2 separate regions of the Ovis aries genome follow, and region 1 is linked to region 2. The links are chromatin contacts, called in public Hi-C maps. All regions are on one chromosome and are shown on one strand. The core of a region is the stretch at or near the end of the contact, and the rest is flanking DNA. Distances in the headings are between cores, read along the strand shown. Region 1 holds the start of AVL9 (AVL9 cell migration associated). Region 2 holds the start of NT5C3A (5'-nucleotidase, cytosolic IIIA).

Evidence for each region. A called contact is a pair of places that touch in the nucleus more often than the background predicts.
Region 1: a contact with region 2 is called in a Hi-C map of liver, with 3 times the contacts expected there. The contact joins the promoter of AVL9 here to the promoter of NT5C3A in region 2. A contact is called at or near these places in 2 of 16 Hi-C or Micro-C datasets (liver and muscle).

What each region holds. Positions count from the first base shown.
Region 1 is chr4:65,573,225-65,579,116 of ARS-UI_Ramb_v3.0, reverse strand. AVL9 (AVL9 cell migration associated) reads left to right here and starts at 2,786. Exons shown (of 15, transcript XM_042249213.1): 1 at 2,786-3,093. The coding sequence starts at 3,004.
Region 2 is chr4:65,325,770-65,331,999 of ARS-UI_Ramb_v3.0, reverse strand. NT5C3A (5'-nucleotidase, cytosolic IIIA) reads right to left here and starts at 1,496. Exons shown (of 10, transcript XM_004007914.6): 1 at 1,280-1,496.

The DNA.
Region 1 (5,892 bases), core at 1,537-4,036, 250 kb before region 2:
CTGATAGAGTTTAAAATTCAAGAAAATAAGCTTTAAGTCAATATCTTGCTTTCCATTACAGAAACCAAATTAACATTCAGCACTATTGATGAAGAATAAAGGAGGTCTTATACTCTGAAAACGGAGATACAATTGTTTACACAGTAGTTAATGGGGATTGCAGGAAGAGGTGTTTTTATTCTACTGAGTTCTTTCCTGAGGCAAGACACGAAACAACGGGCCAATTCCAAATGAATTTGAAAACATATCATAGCTCTGTCTCCAGGGTTTTTCTCCTGGTTCTTACTTACGGAGCAGACATAAAATAGAACTTATAATTTATCATAACACATAATTACAAGAAGCTCTTCAATGTACTGTATGTTCAGAAAGACATTTCTAATTTTTTCCCTGGAGATAAATTTCATCATAAAATACAAGCAAATGTTTCCTTTCAAAATAATATTAAGGAAGTATTTCATTATCTCAAATCGCTATTTCCAATCTTGTTTTTTCCAACACTTTTTAAAATAAAGCAGAAATTCCTATTTTCCCTCAACGTGTCCTTATAGACAATATTTTGCTAATGAATGTATTTTATATTAATAGAACTCATTAAAAACTAATGTAAAAGTTGTTAAATTGTTAAATGGACCAGTCTGTATAATTAGAGATGGAAAAAATTTTAGAAATTCCCTTGCTTACTTTCTCTCCCAATTTTCCCTGTGACATATCTTCTTTGTTTAGGCCATTATTTTAAATGACATATTTTTAAAACATTTAAGCAAATAATGGTTATGAATAAATAATTTCATCTTAGTTGGAGACCCTAGCATGCAAAATGTAACAGATTTGAGGGAGTATGGCTGTGCTGGGCCTTATCTGTGGCACTTGAGATCTTTAGATGTGCCATACAAACTCAACTGTGGCATGTAGGATCTAGTTCCCTGACCAGGGATCAAACCCAGGCCCTCTGCATTGAGCCACTGGACCACCAGGAAAGTTCTGATACAGACTTTATACTGCTATCACTGGGGTCTCCTGCACAATGAAGTAAACAGTTGGCATTCACTACAGATACAGAGTTCTAAGATGCCCTGACTTTTCTTTTTTTAAAAAAAATGTTCAATTTCACTTCAATTTTAGCTAGGCTAATTGTGGAAAATGTCAAAGCAGATGGAAGAAAACAGTAACATATTCTGTATACAGGGAATGTTATAGTTTCACACACAGTTCTGAGTCAGTACCAAAAATTTTGTAATACAGAAAAGAAATAGTAGCAACAACTTGGTTTTTCGACAGTATTATTAAGCATTAAAACAATTCTACTGAATCACAGAAAGTATGTTCTATTAATAAGAAGAAAATGGAAGTTAAAGTCACTCAGTCCTGTCCAACTCTTTGGAGACCTCACCAACTTTAATAGTCTTCAAGGCTCCTCTATCCATGGAATTCTCCAGACAAAAATACTGGAGTGGGTAGCCATTCCCTTCGCCAATGTATGGTCCCTACCCAGGGATTGAACCCAGGTCTTCTGCATTGCAGGCAGATTATCTACCATCTGAGCCGCCATTATACAGTTTTTCCCAGCCATACTTAGATTAGAATGCAGTTCCTTAAATTTTAAGGCCAGAGTGGAAAACATTAACTATTAAGGTTGTCTAAACTAAGAGATGGGCAACTTGTAATGATAAACTTCACAACTAGTTATTGCAATGATTGTGAACGCTATTTGAAGCAGGCACCTACCCTCAAACTGCCCTGGACAAGACTTGTTAAATCTGCTAGTATTTCCACTATTCACTTTAAATTGACATAAAATGAGATAGTTTCTTTTTTAATTCAACTAGAACAATCAGTAAGGAAATAAAAACCTCTGACGATAACTGACTGCATGTATTTTGTACTGATCAGAGTAGTAAACCCAGAAAGATAGAATGAAAAAAAATTTTTTTCTTAATAGCAGGACTAAATTGGCCTTTCCTGGTGGCTCAGACAGTTAAGAATCTGCCTGCAATGCAGGAGACCTGGGTTCAATCCCTGGGTCGGGAAGATCACCAGGAGAAGGGAACGGCTACCCACTCGAGTATTCTTGCCTGGATAATTTCACGGACAGAGGAGCCTGGTGGGCTACAGTCTATGGGGTCGCAAAGAGTCTGACACGACTGAGCAACCAACACTTTCACAACAAAGTAAAAACTAAAATATCAGGACTAGAATAATCATTTTTACAGGTTTCCCTGTAAACTTACTTTATTTTCAAGGATATTCTGCATGAGGCCTTAAAACGCTTACAAACTCTTATACATAATATTTAAATAAGGAAAAAACACAGAACGAAGCAAAAGAGAAACTCTGGGTAAGCAAGTAACTTAAAGGTTGAATACACAGACGTAGAGCTGCACCGATATGTCTCCATATTATCAAAATTTAAGAATAAAGGGCAGAGACTCCAGACCAGAGAGGCGAAGGGAAGGAGGTGGAAGAATTGGATACACGGAAAATGAAGGGGAAAAAAGGTAGGAAAAAACTGACGGAAAAGATGGGTAGGGGCGGAGATTTTAAGGAGGAAGAAGCAAGGACAGAGGAGGAAGGGGGAAAAGGTCACACACAGAGGGGGTGAACTGGGGACAGGTGTGCCCAGAAGCCCCACCAGGCCCCGCCCTCGGCCCCGCCCACCCAGCGCCCCCGCCCCGCTCCCCAGGCCCCGCCCCGCCATCAGGCCCAGCCCCGTCAGGTCCCTCCCGGTCCTGCCCAGTCCCGCCTCGCCCGCGGCGGCCCCGGCATCAGGTGACAGCCCGGAAACAGCGGAAGCGGATGAGGGAAGCGCGGCCGCGGCCCGGGGGGGCGGTGCAGAGCTGCAGGATCGTCGGCCTCCTCCCGGCCCCTTGCGCGGCTCTCATGCGGCTCCCTCGCTGACACCTGAAATCCACCTCTCGCCGTCCTCCTGGGGATCGCGGGGTCGCCGAGCTTGCCGCCCTCGGCGGTTGAAGTCATCGTTGTGCGGGCCCGCGGCGTTCGTCCATGGAGATCAGGCGGGGCGGCGATGGCCCCCCACGGGGGCCCGTCCTGCACATCGTGGTGGTCGGCTTTCATCACAAGAAGGGCTGCCAGGTGAGGAAGGAGCCTGTGCCCGCCCCCGACCGTTCTGGCGTTCGCGCGCTGCCGACACCCACGCCGTTCCGCTCGGCTCAGACCACCCTCCAGTGCCCTCGGCCCTCCGCCCCTGAACTTGACTCCTCTCTCCTGATCCTCGCACTCACCCTACCTGAAGCCCACCCCACACGCTCCCTGTTTTTCCCTCCCCCTGAAAATTGTATCTTGAGCAGCGGAGGAGCTATGTGTCGGTATGTTGGGGTAGGTAGATATTTAGGTTCTTCCGTGGAGTCACAGGAAGGTAATCGATGGTCGGCCCACTCTTCCTCATCCATCTCTGTCTGCGTTGACTTTCTGGTTGTCTGCTTTTAGTGGGATTCCCTTAGAAAAAAAATCAGCACTTGGGCTGCGTTTTGAAGGTAATGAGCTCTGGGCTTCCACACGAGTACCTTAGGATGGTCGAAGCACAGGCGGCACTGTGGGAAAATCAACTTCCTTTGTTTATCTGTGAAAGCCCTGGAACCCCTGATGGGCTGATGTACTGACTCCGCCCCCCTTCCCATTCGGCCTTCGAGTTCCTATTTAGTCTTGTCCAGATCTTGCCTTTTGATGAGAGATAGACTCTCCAGCTCAGTTGCAGTGAGGGGAAGTGTTATTTACTGAGCAAAGAAACTTGGAAATACTGTCATTTTTAAGCTTCTTCACTGAAATGGTGAACGGGAACAATAGGACATCTGCAATCTATGTATCGAAGGCAGGGGAACAAAGGTAAAGGATATTTAATGAGCGCAGACATTGGAAGGCAGTGATGTCATAATGTGCTATGAACAGTAAATTGAAATGCTTAAAGTATTAAAAATGCTGATTGCTACCGCTAGGTAATATAGCATTTCAAAGAAAATGTAATATTTTAGAAGACTGATAGGCAAAATTTCAGTTCATTAGAGGATAATGACAGAAAAGTGATGGAGTGAAAGTAGTTGTGTATGTGTGTGTTTTAAAGACAGCTTCACTTAAAAATATATTCCTTGTCCCTCAAGTAAAAATGGCGTAGAAAGTTACCAAGGAGGACGTGACATTTTTCAGGGTAGTATTAGAAAATTCCGAGCAACAGCAGTGGAATGTATATGTTTTTTTAAATGTAGCCTTATATTTGGAGGTAAGAAAATAAATATTTGAGATAACTGTACTATGGCACGTGAGTAGTGCCTTTGTGCTCAGTCGTGTCTGACTCTTTTGATCCCATGGACTGTAGCCCTGCCAGGCTTCTCTGTCCAGGGGATTCTCTAGGCAAGAATAACTGGAGTGGGTTGCCATTTCCTACCCAGGGCATCTTCCCCAGCCAGGGGTAGAATCCGCCTTTCCTGCATGGCAGGCAAGTTCTTTACCACTGGGCTACCTAGGAAGCCTGTAAGCAGTGTTCATCATCCTTAGACTTTTAATATTTTAAAACTTCATCTAGTTGTATGACAACTAACATCAAAGAGATGAAGTTTTAAAGTATTAAAAATCTAAGGATGATGATCACCGCTTACCTCAGATATGGGTGAAGCAACTGAAACTTAGAGGAAGTAGCTGATCTTGCCAAGGTTATGCTGGAGTCAGACTTAGAATTGCCTTGGCGCCCTGTGTGTTCATTCAGCTGAGCCACGTGGCATGTAGGAGTCTTCTATGAAAAAGTAAGGGGTGGGTCCCGTTCACAAACAAACGAAATTTTTAATGACAAAAAAGAAGGAAATATTGGCAGGGAATAGAATAAACTCTTTTAATCATTGCTGTCATCTAAAGTCAAGATTAATTATTATGTGTTCTTCCTGTTTTATTGGTAGAAGTAATATAATTTATGTTTCCAGTAAGGAAAAATGATTTATCGTATGAAAAATATATACTAATTAGGGATTGCTGCTGCTGCTAAGTCGCTTCAGTCGTGTCCGACTCTGTGTGACCCCATCCCTAGGATTCTCTAGGCAAGAACACTGGAGTGGGTTGCCATTTCCTTCTCCAATGCATGAAAGTGGAAAGTGAAAGTGAAGTCGCGCAACTCTTAGCGACCCCATGGACTGCAGCCTACCAGGCTCCTCCGTCCATGGGATTTTCCAGGCAAGAGTACTAGAGTGGCGTGCCATTGCCTTCTCCGTGCCTCCTCCTAGTGGCTGCTAAATAGCTACTCCACTCAGCAGAGCAAATTAATAAAAAGGCTCTCACACTGAGTTGGTTGATAAAACTGACAGGTCAATGCAGTCAAAAAGAATTAAACTTTTGCTGGAGACATAATTTGTATAAATTTATGGAAGTTCATCCAGCTGGAATAGGATGTTCAGTTGATGTATAATAGTATAGGAAAAGATGGTAAAATAGTTTGTTCAACTACATTTCTAATTTTTGGTTGCCCTACTTTCCTCCCGTTTTTGTCTTAGTTTTTATAAAATATCAAGAAAGTGTTCTAAAAATCCCAATATAAGTCATACTGGCTCTTCCAGGTGGCGCAGTGGTAAGAATCTGCCTGCCAATGCAGGAGACACAAGAGATGAGGGTTCAATCCCTGGGTTGGTAGGAAATGATAGCCCACTCCAGTATTCTTGCCTGGGAAATTCCATAGACAAAGGAGCCTGATGGGCTACAGCCATGGGGTCACAAAGAGTCAGACATGACTGAACACATAGGCAAAACATACGTTGTATTAGTTCTTAAACGATGTTCTTCACTTTTGCAAATGATTCTAGAAGACCTACAACTCTGCTTTCTTAAACAAATTTTTATTGGAGTATAGTTGATTTACAATGTTGTGTTAGTTTCTGATGTACAGCGAGTGAATCA
Region 2 (6,230 bases), core at 247-2,746:
GACTTTTTTACCTCTACTTGGTTTAGAATAGAAGTGATAGACCAATGCACAGTCCAAGTACATACAAGAAGGTATGGCAATGTGGGTTTTTTTTTTTCCTCACACATATACATTTTTGGTTTGGAACAAAAGGAAGCCACCAATGTTTTCTATGCAGGATACCTACATAAACAAAATGAAAATTTTGAGATTAACAACATTTGCTCTTATGAGTACAGAAATGGAGAAAAGACTATGCAATAATAGTCCAACACTAATTTAATCCTAGCAATAAGCAAAACTATTGGCATAAGAAACATGTGGGGAATTAACATTTTTAAAACTTTTATTTATGAAAGAATATTTTTGTATTCAGCCCAGGGCCAAGAGCAAAGATTGGGACAAATAGTTTCTGTGCTCAATTAGAACATATAGTTGAAGCTAAATATTCTCAGACATGAACCTAAAATTATATTATTTAGTACAGTGGTAAACTGTCAACTGATCTGTCAATACTAGATCCTAGAAGTTCACATGTGTAGTACATTATTGGGAGTATACACAGGATTATTCACTCCAGTAAGTACCAAAGAATGCAACTCACTGAGAAAAACTGTCTTGATGAGTGGGCTCTAAATAAAACACAAAACATCCCCAACTTTGGAGCAAATATTGCCTATAATAATGCACCTCAAATGGAATTCTTCAAATACTGTCTTACAATAAAATTGGAAATAAATTTCTAAAACGTTATGTAAGAGGTTTGGTGGGGGGAAAAATAAACACAAAGATACTTCCCAGCAGTTTGAGACAGGAAGGAGTAACATTTCAAATACAAAATAAACTATTCTGAACTCCAACTGGGTTAAGTGTCATTTCTTTAACCACTGACAAGTTACATCTTGTCATAACAGAGCTCAACCTAGCCATGATGCAGAAACCACCATCAGAATTGGATTGTTGCAACGGTTTGACCCGGGATGCCAGGAGGAGGGCGAAACATCCCCAGGAAGTTCCATTTCTTGAAAAAGCGGGTGTTGCTGCGGGAGGTAGTTTTTTTCCGAATTACCTATTTGCTGCCTTTTTGTTTCAAATAGAGATATAACTAAGCCCACGGGAAGCCGAGAGCTGCTGTCAAGGGTCCAGACCAGGACATCGGGCCCGCGGGGTCGCCCCAGGCGGGACGAACGGGTCCCCAGTGCGGCCCCAGCATTCCAGCAGCGGTCGGCGCGGGAAGGCGAGGCCGGACGGGCCACCCCGACCCCTCACGCGCCCCGGCACGACGAGCCCCCACACTCACCATTTCGATGATCTTGGTCTTCCGGCCTGTTTTTCTCTTCAAGGTGAATATGTACTGGGCCAGCACCACCCCCGCCACCAGGGCGCACACGCTGGCGCTCGCTACCGCGCCCACCCTCGCCACCGCCGCTCGATCCATGGACCTGGCCTCCTTCGCCTCGCGGTTCGAGAAGAGGTCGCTGGATGGCCACCGGCCTCAGAAACGCCGGCCGGTGGACAAGCCCGGACGCCCCGCCCCTCCTGCGCGAGCCCCGCCCCCAGGGAGGTCCCACCCACGAGGGCCTGGCGGCGGGAAGCTGGAGAGAGCAGCAGGAGCTCGCCTGCACCGGAAGCCAAGGTGGGGAAGAGGGTCTTCTCAGAACCTGGGTCCGAGGAACTGCTCAAGGACAGAAAAGGGGAACTGAACTAAATTTCTCTCTTTGCTAATGAGGACCAGGCAGTGGTTCATTCCAGCCCCGCCCGCTAGAAATCTGATGCCAACCATCACTCAGAAATAATCCTCGGCCTTCCACACTCCTCTGATACTCAGGACTACAACCCCCAGAAGGCATCTGGGGCGTTGCTATCTGACTTGCGCAGTAGGTTGGCTGTAAAGTGCTATGACAAGCTGCAGGGTGCAGCAAAAGAAACAAGGGAATAAAAGGCGATCTACAGAATATGAGAAAATACTTGCAAACCGTTTAACTGACAAAGGGTTAATATCTAGTTTGTGTTAAAAATGTCAACAACAACAAAAACCCATTAAAAAATAGGCAAAAGACTTGAATAGACAATTGGTAAAGAAGCTTATAAAGCTTATCAATATCATTAATCATCAGGAAAATAAAAATACAAACCACAATGAGATATCACTTCACACAAGTTAGGACAGCCGCTGTCAAGAAGACCAGAAAATTAAGAATGTTGGTGAGGATGTGAAGAATTGGAACCCTGGTGCACTGTTGGTGGAAATGTAAATTTGTGCAGCCACTGTGGGAAAAGGGTGGAAGTTCCTCAAGAAATTAAAAATAGAATTACCATATGATCCAGCAATCCTGTGTCAGGGTATATATCCAAAAGAATCGAAAGTAGACACTGGTAGAAATTTTAGCCCTCCCATGTTCACTGCAGCACTATTCATAATAGCCAAGATGTGGAAGCAACCAAAATGTCCATCAAAAGATGAACTGATAAGAAAATGTGGAAATACATCAAATGTAATACTATTCAACCTTTAAATAGAGGTGAATTCTGCAGGATTTGACAACACGAATGAATCTTGAAGACCTCGTATACGTGAAATAAGCCAGTCATAAAAAAGACAAGTGCGGCATTATTCTACTTAAATGAGTAGTCAGACTCTAAGAAACAGAAAGTAAAATAGTGGTCGTGGGGCCTGAGGAAGAGGAAATGATGGGGTCGTACAACTGAGTATTGAGTTGTTTCAGTTTTGCAAGATGAAAAATTCCAGAGATCTGTTGCAGAGTTGTGTGCCTACAGTTAGCAGTACTGTACTATACATTTAAAAATTATGTTGGTAAATTTTATGTTATATGTTTTATACCACGCACATAAAATGTTGCTATGGCAACAGAGCAGAGAAGACTTGAAGTTAGGCTGGAGCAAGTAGGTGTTTCTTCCTTTTCTGCTGCATTCCAATCAATCATCGCCTCTTCCATCATTTTCCTTTCTGAGTAGCATGACTTGTTCTCACCTGCCTGGTCTCTTTCAAGGACTCTTTCGGCAGTTTCCCCTGCTTGTCTCTGGGGATGACAGGAAGGGGATGCAGGGGAGCTACTTGGGGGAATCATACCAACTCTGTGGAGCTGGTGGTGCTACTCGGTGAGGCTGTCTCTTTGCCCAGGACATGAAAAAAGTTGGAACAGGAGAACAAGAGGGAGCAGTAAGGGTTGGTTTTCTCTGCACCCTCCACTCTTGCTCTAGTCGTCCCAGCCCTGGGACCCTGGCAGTTCTGCTTGAAGGGAAATTTGCGGAAAGGGAGTTCTTAGAAAGGTGGGATAGAGCTTATCCCAGCAGGCATCTGGTGAGAAAACAAGTCTGGAATTAACCACTGGGTGCCTGAATGCCTTTTGTAGAACTGGGAAACACATGTTGGCTACTATCAGTTCACATGTTTGATTTCTCTGTTGTTGTTTTTAACTCTTTAAGTATGTAAGTGTGTTTTTCTGTAAATTATTGTCCATGATGATATATGATGTTACTTGGGATGGTAAGAATACATGAAGGAATTTGATGTAAATTTATGAATTTTTGCTATGCACAATGTTACACTCTGCTCTGATAGGATAATTGGTATAGTCTTGGCTTGAAGTAGTTAAGTAGTATTCTTGTGAGGAAGAACTATTTGGTGGATGTAGCTTTAAGATCTTCGCCCACTAACGCTGTTAAAAATTAAAACAATGCAAGTTCAGTTCAGTTTAGTTCATTTCTGTCGCTCAGTCGTGTCCGACTCTTTGCGACCCCATGAATCGCAGCACGCCAGGCGTCCCTGTCCATCACCATCTCCCAGAGTTCACTCAGACTCAGGTCCATCGAGTCCGTGATGCCATCCAGCCATCTCATCCTCTGTCGTCCCCTTCTCCTCCTGCTCCCAATCCCTCCCAACATCAGAGTCTTTTCCAATGAGTCAATTCTTCTAATGAGGTGGCCAAAGTACTGGAGTTTCAGTTTTAGCATCATTCCCTCCAAAGAAATCCCAGGGGTGATCTCCTTGCAGTCCAAAGGACTCTCAAGAGTCTTCTCCAACACCACAGTTCAAAAGCATCAATTCTTTGGCACTCAACCTTCTTCACAGTCCAACTCTCACATCCATACATGACCACTGGAAAAACCATAGCCTTGACTAGATGGACCTTAGTCAGCAAAGTAATGTCTCTGCTTCTGAATATGCTATCTAGGTTGGTTATAACTTTTCTTCCAAGGAGTAAGCGTCTTTTAATTTCATGGCTGCAGTCACCATCTGCAGCGATTCTGGAGCCCCCAAAAATAAAGTCTGACACTGTTTCCCCATCTATTTCCCATGAAGTGATGGGACTGGATGCCATGATCTTTGTTTTCTAAATGTCGAGCTTTAAGCCAACTTTTCACTACTAAAAACACACCACTGAGACTTGCTCTCTCATTTCTTTGCGTATTGTTGTGCGATAGTGACAGTATGCAAGAACCTAACGAGCAGGAAGAAAGTATGCAGAAGAAAGGTTCTGTCATTAGCTGTGACTTAGGGGACTCATGTAATATCTCTGGGCTTTGCTTTCTTATCCTGCAAAAGGAAAAAACCAAATGATTTTGGACAGCTTTTAGCTATTATAGCTCTTTAATTAGAGAGTAATGGTCTTTTTCTTGCCCTGGGAGATAACTTGGCAGAGGTCCTAGGAAAAAGAAGAGGGAAGTTGTGCTATAAAGAAACAGCCACTGAGGAAATCAAGTGTTAGTTCAACCAGTGCTTCTCAGACGTTAGGGTGAATGTGAACCACCTGGGGATGTTGTTTGGAGGGAGGCCAAGATTCCACATTTCTTTTTGAAAGATATTTATTTATTTATTTGGTTGCATCAGGTCTTCGTTGTGGCACTCGGAATCTTTGTTCTTTGTTACGGTATATGGGATCTAGTTCCCCAAGCCCCTAAACCACTGGACTATCAGGGAAGTCCCGAGAGTTCATATTTCTAACAAACTCTTGGGTGTTGCTGATGCTCCTGGTCTAGACACTATACTTTGAATGGAAAGGAACTAAATGGTGATTGAGGGGCTTTAAGGGACTTTATTATGCTTAGTCACTCGGATGTGCCTGACTCTTTGTGACCATGGACAATAGCTCATCAGGCTCCTCTGTCCATGGGATTTTTCAGGCAAGAAGTACTGGAGTGAGCTGCCATTTCCTTGTCTAGGGGATCTTCCCAACCCAGGGATCAAACCCACATCTCCTGTGTTTCCTGCACTGCAGGCAGATTCTTTACCCAATGAGCCATCTGGGAAGTTCTTTAAGGAGTTAACAATTGGAGGGAGGGGTGGATAAATAGAACTGGTAGAACAGGAGAAACAAGAAGGAATTAAAGTTGCCAGTATTATTTCGTCAACAGAAATAGATCTTCAATTTTATGTTTGAAGTCCATGGAAATTACTGTTTGGTATAGAACATTTACAGATAATTTTGGAAAGTTAGTTTTGCTTACTGGTGATATTTGTCTCTTCATTTTAGCAATCTGACAGAGTTTTTTCACTAACAAAGGTATTCAAGGCCTTTGTCACATTACACCTACTTTTATCTGATTCAATTACTTCTTGTTGGAAGTTGCTTAAATTCAAACAGATGCCATATCTCCTATCTAAGCATTTTGATTTTGTATGTATCAGTCAATAGCAGTGATTAAAGAAGAAAAATTCTCTTTCACCATTGCTTGGGTGTCTAATATGTTCTCTAGGCAGGGCCCGTGAGGTTTTCTCCTGCCTACTTGAGGAGACAATAAGACCTCTTCAGATGCTGAGCAAATCTTCCCTTTCTTTTTCTCTCCTTGAGACTCTTTATGAACTCTTTTTGGTTGACGTACACTGTGTGCAAAGGATCACTTGCTTGTTGTTAGCCTACTGATTTCTGCTCTTGGCTGTGTCTCCAAATGCAGCTAGGGCCAGTAAGGCTTCATTCTTTATGATGGTCAGTAGCATTTGATATAGCAGGTTACTCCCTCTTTCTAGATACACTTTAAAAAAAGCAGGTCACAATGATATTATATACATACTAGCGGTTCAGTCGCTAAATCGTGTCTGACTCTTGTGACCCCATGGACTGTAGCCCACCAGGCTCTTCAATCTATGGAATTTTCCAGGCAAGAATACTGGAGTGGGTTGCCATTTCCTTCTCCAGGGGAGCTTCACAACCCAGGGATAGAACTCGGGTCTCCTGCACTGCAGGCAGATTCTTTACCAACTGCACCACCAAGGAAGCCCTTATACGCAC